Linked DNA regions of Mus musculus: region 1 is linked to region 2. A link is a contact called in public HiChIP or PLAC-seq data. All regions are on one chromosome and are shown on one strand. Each heading gives the region's core, a stretch centred on a gene start, on an enhancer-like site or on the middle of the called end of the contact. The rest is flanking DNA. Distances are from core to core; before and after follow the strand shown. Region 1 overlaps Nuak1 (NUAK family, SNF1-like kinase, 1). Region 2 has its middle 13 kb from the start of Gm33919.

Evidence for each region. HiChIP or PLAC-seq counts read pairs in DNA pulled down with a chosen protein or histone mark.
Region 1: an H3K27ac HiChIP or PLAC-seq map of trophoblast stem cells shows a contact between it and region 2, with 5 times the contacts expected there. The contact joins two enhancer-like sites. A contact is called at or near these places in 2 of 115 datasets of contacts at active chromatin or transcription factors (neural progenitor cells and trophoblast stem cells).

The regions. Positions count from the first base shown.
Region 1 is chr10:84,381,303-84,385,581 of GRCm38.p6, forward strand. All of the region lies in intron 4 of Nuak1 (NUAK family, SNF1-like kinase, 1), which reads right to left. Among named protein-coding and RNA genes, the nearest start is that of Gm46201, 48 kb to the left of the region's middle. Within about 2 kb of position 2,044, at least 83 of the 459 cell types and tissues checked have an H3K27ac peak or open chromatin away from gene starts, as enhancers often do. A contact at or near this core is called in trophoblast stem cells, where this site is marked.
Region 2 is chr10:83,911,890-83,916,361 of GRCm38.p6, forward strand. No RefSeq gene overlaps it. Among named protein-coding and RNA genes, the nearest start is that of Gm33919, 13 kb to the right of the region's middle. Within about 2 kb of position 3,197, at least 45 of the 459 cell types and tissues checked have an H3K27ac peak or open chromatin away from gene starts, as enhancers often do. A contact at or near this core is called in trophoblast stem cells, where this site is marked.

The DNA.
Region 1 (4,279 bases), core at 794-3,293, 470 kb after region 2:
CTGCTATGGGTTTATTTTTCTAAACATGTATGTTTACAACAAGTCAAACAGTAAGAGATTAGCAATAATAAATAATAACAAAACAGAACAATTATAACAATATACTTTATTGCAATAAAATTAGCAAGCAGTGTCACTGTTCCTGAACTTTGTACCAGGATTTAGTAAAATAAGGTCACCTAAGGTACACAGGTATTACAACAGTCAATTTGATAAATGGGACAACTGGTAAGCAACAGTTGAGTGGGTAGCATATACAATGTGGATAGCCTGGACAGATGGATGGCTCACTTCCCATCCGGACAGATGGTGCAAGGCTACGTCACACCACTCAGAATGGCACACAATCTAAAGCTGATACACTGCTTCTGGAATGTTTCATAAGATATTTTGGTTCCTGGTGATTGATTGGCCATGGAAGGTGAAATCTCAGGGAAGAGGAAGTGGACTTTTTGAATTGTTTTGGTTTACTGTATTGAAGACTGTTAGGGATATCAGTCAAGCACTGTGCCACTGAGCCACACTCTCTAACTCTCGCCTTCCCTTCCCTGTAGCACTAGGGACTAAGCACAGTGGACTTAGCCCCCACATTATTACTGTTAATTGAAGACAGGATTTCAGTAAGTTTCTCAGAAAGGCCTTGGTCTAACTCTGTAGGCAGGTAGAGCATGATCTGGTGGCTCTCCTGCTTCAGTCGCTTGACCTGCTGGGACTACAGGTGTGTCACCAGTCCTGACTAAAGGCAACAAGTGACAATTCATGTCACTACACTCACAATGGCATGTGTGTCACACCGTGGGGAATCCTGACTTCCACCACCACCACCACCACCACCACCACCGCTGCCGCCACCTTTTCTTCATTTGACTCAAGATGAAACACACAGAGCACCAAATATTAAATCATTACATTTCAGCCTAAACTCTCCCGCTCGCCATCTGCGTGACATGGATGGGGACAGAAAACAGAAACCCAGGATCTCTCCCTATCCTGTCTTCCAGACATATTGTGAGAATAAGAGGAGAACCACTGATTGCGATAAGGTGGAGCGTGTGAATCCACCCCCTAGCATGCACATCCCCCGTAAGTGTCTGATCTAACCTCACTTCCTTAGTGCACTCACTCTCTTAAGTTTTGTAAAGGGTGTTATGTCAGGTCCTTCAGAGCATTGTGTTTATACCTGCACGTATACAGTATACACACACACATGTAAACATAGACACATCTGTACATACTACACATGCCTACATGTCTGCCTTCTCTACCAGACTCTCAGTCCCTGTGTCTGCTTCCACAGTTTTGTACCACCCTCTCCTTAGCAGCTGCCCCTGGCCAAGAAGTAAACTTGTCACTGAAACATGCATTATGTTTTGAAAAGTATAAGGAATTAATAGTTATATAAAATAATAGTAACCCCAACTGCCATGTATCACAAACTCCCAATTGTACAGTGTTGATGAATTCTCTAATCCAATTCTATTTAAAAAAACTGTATTTACAGAAAAAAAATATAAATAGACTTTATGCCCAATGTCATAAGGACACCTAACTAAAATTAGATTTAAATCTTTTTAATGCTCAAAATGGTCAATTTTATGTTATGGCAATTTTACCACAGTGCTTTAAGAACTCCACTTACCAAACAAGGAGACAGATTTAGGGAGTTGGATTTACTCATCTAAAGAAATGTGACCACTGGGCAGCCATACAAGTGTGCACCGCTCACACTTCCAGCCCCAGACACACACAGCCCCGGGAGGGTCTGTGGATTTCAGTCAGTCTTAGCCAGCCTTGTAAGGTGAACCCGCTGTGTGCTCTACCATCTCCAGCCTGATTTGCACTTGAGCATTAGCAAGGAGCTGGGGCTATCCACAGGGCTGGGGAGCCTCGGGTGCTGAGACCCACAGAAGCTGTTTTGAATGAAGCCCCTAGAATAGGCCTATTTTTGTTTTTAAAAAAGGAGCCATCCTTGGATGAATGGAATGTCATTCAAGGCAGCTGTGCACAGCCACCCTCCGAGAAGGCATCCCCCACCCCCCTCTCAGATTGCACTCAACCGCTCTGAATTCCACTTGCTTATCAAGGCCCCAGACTGCCTCTCAGGAAGTTGGTGGGAAGCTTTTACAAAGCACGCCCTGTCAATCAAAAGAATGGACCAGCTTCAGCTCTGGAGATTCCAAGGAGTCCTGAGGCTTCAGCCTCCCTCTGGCTAGGGCTGCAGCTCTGAGACTACACTAAGTTCTGGGGCGTGTGGGAGCTTTTAAACGCATGTGTGAGCACACCCATTGCACGTACACACAGTTGACAGCCCCAGGAGCTTCCACCAGGGCTGGGCATCTCTGCTTGCCTCGCAGGCGTCTAGAGCTGTGTGTTTATATTTCACCCCACTCCCATCCTCCCAGACCGATGTTTATCAGCCTCCCTGTAAAACTGTCATTTCTGCGGACATGAGATTAATAGAAATCCAGATTAGGCCATGTTCTTGGCACTTGAACGGAAACGCAATATTAATCAACACACACTCAGCGTTCTCAGACTCTGAGCTGCTAGACTCTAGGATTTTTAATGCCACAGGGAGCTTATGTCAACCATTGCTAAGTGGGGAGACACTAGCGGGTATGAATCCACTCAGAAGCCTCAGTTCTCTCATCTGTAAAATGGGGGTGAAAATCTCCTCTCCCCCTGTGGTGTCATGACAATTAAATGTCATAAAGCACATGCAAAATATACAGACAACAGCAATGGCACATTTGTCTTTAAACACAGATAAGTGACTGAGTTCACAGCACATGAGAAAGTGCATCTTATAACACCAGGGACTGTCAATAGAAAACAGAAGGTCAAGGAGCCAGTTTTGCAAGTGAATTAGTTTGAATCACAAAATGAAGAAGTTATTCTCTTCTTTGACATGAGTCAGGAAGGCGGTAAGCCACAAGGGTCTAATTAAAACATCTCCACATTTACCAGAGAGGACCAACTGGCCTTAGTCTCACAGCCTGGGGCAGCAACCAACATCAAACAAAAAAGAATGCGTCTATTTGGTTTGTATTATTTCACTCGTGAGCTTTTCTTTGGTTTATGGTACTAGTTTTCCACCAAATGCCATTACTTAAGGCTTCCTTCCTAAATAAATTCTACTCTACGAAGAGACCCAAACTAAATACAAGCACCATCAACCTAAGAAAAGGCAAAATGTACAAGAGTGCAGGGGAGGAAAAAAAACAACAACAAAACATGTGAGGGCTAAATTTAAACATAACTATGCCAAAATCATTGCACCTTAGAACTGGCCTCCATGTGGAAGAGACCTGAATGGAGGGTGGGAAGGGAAACTGCTGAAGGCTCAGGGTCCTAAGATGATTTGCTGACGATCACAAAGAAAAGCAACAAGATACATGAGGGCTCCCCAGATGCTCAACTCTGTAAAATGACAGGTCCATCCATCGAGTCCATTTCATACAGAATTCTAACGGAGACAAGCCAGGCAGTGGAAACCTACTCCTACCTGGTCCTCCAGCCTGCATCATCATCGCCTCATAGCGTCTTAGAAGACAGACTTTAAGCCCGTTCGTCCCCAGGCCCTTTACAGTAGCTCTGGCTGGCTACACTGTTAAGATTTGGAGAAAGAGGCCTCGCTGTGTTTTGGGGTGGGTGGGGGTTGTTTGTTTGATTGGTTGATTTTTATTGATTGTTTGTATGTTGTTGTTGCCAAACTGTTGCCCTGCCCCCATGCTGGATCAGAACCACCCTCTGACCTCACTCTATATACCCTGCCGCTCAGCCTCCACTCGGAAAGGCATCAGAGACGGTAAATCTCAAGGGTTTAATTTGGACTGTCTGTGTAACTATCCATCTCCTTTGGAAGTGTGCCCTGCTAAGTGAAAATCAGAGTGGAAAAGATAAATTTGGGGGTCAAGGGGATCATTCACATGTCAGTGGGATTAACCCCACTTCAACCCAGTTGAACCCTAGAGACAAGTGCAATATGAGATAAGCCAGGCACACACACACACACACACACACAAAAGACACTCATTGTCTGTTTCTATTTATATATGGTCCCTAGAGTAGACAAATCATAGACAGGAGAACGGTAGTGATGGTCAGGGCCTGGGGGGAAGAGAAGCAAAAGCAAGGAGCCAGAACCTAATGGGCGTGGAGAACCAGGTGCGGAGTTGGGCTGCTGGGCTGCAGCTGGGGGCTGGGATGGTTCTACAACACTGAGAATGCTTCCTGCCTCTGTGCTAGACACCCAAGTGCAGGAGGTTTTACGTTACAT
Region 2 (4,472 bases), core at 1,947-4,446:
TCTTACTAGCATTTCTGGGGCTCCAGGGCTAGAAGGGGATGGCCAAGGTGAATGTCCTGCAGAGAGATTACAGGAACTTTGTAAATTGTGGGGACCCATGAAAAGACCCTTTCTGGAAGGCCACATGGGGCTTGAGATTGTAGAAGAGGCTCTATGGGCTTCTTGGAAGCCCATGATTAGTAATTCATTAGTAAAATAGAGTAATAATTCTCTTAAGGATGCAAAATTTGAAGCAAGACACCTGTGGTAATGATAACAAACACCAATGGCTAATACTTACTGATTTATTTACTACATTCTGGGCACCTATCCTAGTTATCCATAACTATTATCTGCAGCCTATAATACCCGATAAGAGGGTCTCAGGACTTACTCAGATCATATTGGCTGTGGGCTTGTCTGTAGGGGATTGTGTTAAGTTTTAATTCATGTGGGAGGGTCAAGTCCTCTGTGGGCAGCACCATTCCGTAGGCTATGTAAGAAAGCTAGCTAAGCATGAGACTGGAATTGAGATCATGAGTAGTGTTCCTCCATGGTTCCTAACTCAGGTTCGTGCTTCAGTCCTTGTCCTGATATCCTCAGTTATAACCTATGACCCAGGAACTGAAACATACCCTTTCCCCTCTCTGCTGGCTAGTCTTGTGTCAATTTGACACACAAGCTAGAGTCATCTGAAAGGAGAGACTCTTTCCTTTCCTTTCCTTTCCTTTCCTTTCCTTTCCTTTCCTTTCCTTTCCTTTCCTTTCCTTTCCTTTCCTTTCCTTTCCTTTCCTTTCCTTTCCTTCCCTTCCCTTCCCTTCCCTTCCCTTCCCTTCCCTTTCCTTTCCTTTCCTTCCTTCCTTCCTCTCTCTCTTTCTTCTTCCTTCCTTCCTTCCTTCCTTCCTTCCTTTCTTTTTTTTTTTTCGAGACAGGGTTTCTCTGTATAGCTCTGGCTGTCTTGGGACTCACTCTGTAGACCAGGCTGGTCTCGAACTCAGAGATCCACCTGCCTCTGCCTCCCGAGTGCTGGGATTAAAGGCGTGAGCCAAATTGAGGCAATGCCTCCAGAGATTCAGTTGTTTATCTTAATTAGTGATTGATAGGGGAGGGCCCAGTCCATTGTGGGTAGTACCATCCCTATCCTGCTGCTTTCTATCAGAAAGCAGGCTGAGCAAGCCAGTAAGACAGTAGGCAGCACCCCTCCATGGCCTCTGCATCAGCTCTTGCCTCCAGGTTCCTGCCCTGTTTGGGTTCCTGTCCTGACTTCCTTAGATGATGACCAGCCATATATGGAAGAGTAAGCCAAATAAACCCTTTCTCCCTTTCTTACTTTTTTTTTTTTTTTTATTTTTATTTTTTTATTTTTTTTTTATTTTTTTTTCCATTTTTTATTAGGTATTTAACTCATTTACATTTCCAATGCTATACCAAAAGTCCCCCATATCCACCCACCCCCACTCCCCTGCCCACCCACTCCCCCTTTTTGGCCCTGGTATTCCCCTGTACTGGGGCATATAAAGTTTGCAAGTCCAATGGGCCTCTCTTTCCAGTGATGGCCGACTAGGCCATCTTTTGATATATATGCAGCTAGAGTCAAGAGCTCCGGGGTACTGGTTAGCTCATAATGTTGTTCCACCTATAGGGTTGCAGATCCCTTTAGCTCCTTGGCTACTTTCTCTAGCTCCTCCATTGGGAGCCCTATGATCCATCCATTAGCTGACTGTGAGCATCCACTTCTGTGTTTGCTGGGCCCCGGCATAGTCTCACAAGAGACAGGTACATCTGCGTCCTTTCAATAAAATCTTGCTAGTGTATGCAATGGTGTCAGCGTTTGGATGCTGATTATGGGGTGGATCCCTGGCTATGGCAGTCTCTACATGGTCCATCCTTTCATCTCAACTCAAGGAGAATGAAGACTGAAGTGTGGACACTATGCCCCTCCTTAGATTTGGGAACAAAACACCCATGGAAGGAGTTACAGAGACGGAGTTTGGAGCTGAGATGAAAGGATGGACCATGTAGAGACTGCCTTTCTTACTTTTCATCCTGGTGTTTTACTACACCTATAGAATCTCTAACTCAGACACCTCTAGGTTGCTTTTGTTTACAATGTTTTATTATAGCAACAGGAGGAAAACCAGAGCAGAAACAGCAATACATGAAAACCTGACCATTGGCTCAGGTCTACAGAGCAGCTCTCAGAAGCAGGGTGCTATTTCGATCTTTTTAAAGATGGAAACTGGTATCGAGTACATGTTAGAACTGCCACAGGGGTTCACTGTGTGTTTGATGCTGAAGTCCTAGGAGTGAAGAAAATTATTGCTAGAGCCCAGTGTGCTGTAGATATGTGATACAGTTTTATTGTCAGATCAATGACACAGACCTGAGGTTAGAGATGAGCTATGCTAGGTACTTTTATCAGCACAGAGCATGCCTGTCTCATGAGATACTGGTGTTAGGTAGGTATATTGAAATAATAATGTTAGGTCTGTAAAAGCACAGAGCCCTGTGTAAAAGGGCAATGTTAAGCATTGTGCAGGTGAAATAAAAGTCAATTTTAGATCATTGGAACTCAACGTCAAACAGAATCTCTGAAATATCCCCTTCAAATTAAACACTGTTCACTACCTGGAACCAGTTGGTGTTTGTGAATAGCACGGCCAAATGTTCCCTCCGTTCAGTGGGTGTCAGCCTGCTGCTGCTGAACGTGACAGGTAGGGTCGCCATCAAGGAAGGGAAGTGAAACTTTACGATCTAACAACTCTGGGAGTCAAAAAAAAAAGCCAACAATTTACTTGCTCTTTAACTTAAAGGTATTAAAATATGCAAAGCGAGTGTGTCCATCTGACTCAGCCAAAGCATCCAGAACCTGGCTGTTTACAGAGGTGCAATCCCAGGTGGAACCACAGAAGCTCTAAATTGGACATCAGAATATTTATGACCCTTTTGGCAGCTTTCTGGGGACGGAGACAGATCTGGGAGCCCCTCTCCAGCTGTCCTGGTCATTGCTTAATCTAGTTGACAATCGGCTCAGCACACAAAGCAGACAGAGGCATCACTCTGCTAGCAAGCCCTCTGCCCTCCTGTCTCCGGAAGAATGTGAGCTGACGGGGACACAATTAAAAGGGGATTGATTTATTGAGCTGGAATGCTCCAACCGCCCCTGCCCCTCCTAATCTCAGCATCTCTCTGCCTCATGCAATCACAGTTTCCAAACAAGAGCCAGCCTACACAATCATCAGGCAGCCAAAGGAATTCCTCCTTTAGGAAAGGTAGCTTCGCCCCAGGAGCCCATAAAGCAAAAACCACATAAAAGAAGTCCTGTCCTTCATGAGGGCCTGGATAAGGATCTGGAATTCAGCAGGGAGGGACATCTAAACCCAGAAAGCAGGCAGTGGTGATGAAAACTGCTAAGCTTGGCTTAGAGGCGTGGGGGTGGGAGATGAAGGGGTTAAGAAGTAGTTGTGGGCAGAGAGCCCTCCTTCTGTCTTTTATATGATGAAACTGTAAATTTCTGTTGGAAATCAAGGCTTTGGAATGTTGATGGGGGTTAGGGGGGCGAAGCTGGTGGGATTCCAGGGGAGAAAGAAGTCCCTGGATTTGAAATTAGTTCTCTCTTTGAACTGTTTCATCAAACCGACAAGCTAGTCTGAGGCCTGCACACAAATGGAATTGTTTCTAACTGTTGGGTTCTGAGGGGGCCGCCTAATAAATGCCCACTTCTCTTCCTACCAGAGACCTTGGCCTTTGCTACTGAGATCCTCGGGCAATCCGTGGGTGATGCTGGGAATCACGGCCGCTATTTGTGGCTGCTGGATTTCTTGCTCCATAGCTCCCAACCTACAAAGATGACTGACCCCACTCTCAGCAGGCCAGGAAAGGTCCAGGGAGATGTGCTGTGGGGAAGGGATAAAGACGAAGCCCTTGCAGACAAACTGGCTGCACCCATGAGAAAGAAAATGACACTGGGGTGTGGGTATGATTTCCTCTGCAAAGTTATCAGAATAAAGCAGTCACTTCCTGTCCTGGGGCATACTGGACTGAGTGAGGGGCATAGAGAAAACAGAATTGAGTTGGGCCCTCTCCTGCACAGAAAGAACCACAATTTAGGAAGAAGGACCGCGTTTGAAATTAAGGACATCCAAAAATTAGTAGTAATGATGCAGAATGAGAAAAACAAACAAACATCCAGGGATTGTGACTGCTCTTAGGTATGATGAAGGAGAAGGCTTATTGAAGATGTGAGGGAGAGCAGCGACAGAGACAGAGGCAGAGACGTCTAGGAGAGTCCAGAGTGAGCTGGGACAAGTGAGGAGGAAGTGGGATGGGAGACGGGAGAAGTCGGACAGTCACAGCCAAATGGCTGGATAACATAGGAAAGAGCCACAAGAGAAGGAGAGCCCAGCCCCTGGGCTGGAGAGTTCAGGGGAAAGGGTGTGGTATGTCCTGAAATGTAGGGCAGGGACTGAGGGATGCTGGGAGAACCTGGCCGG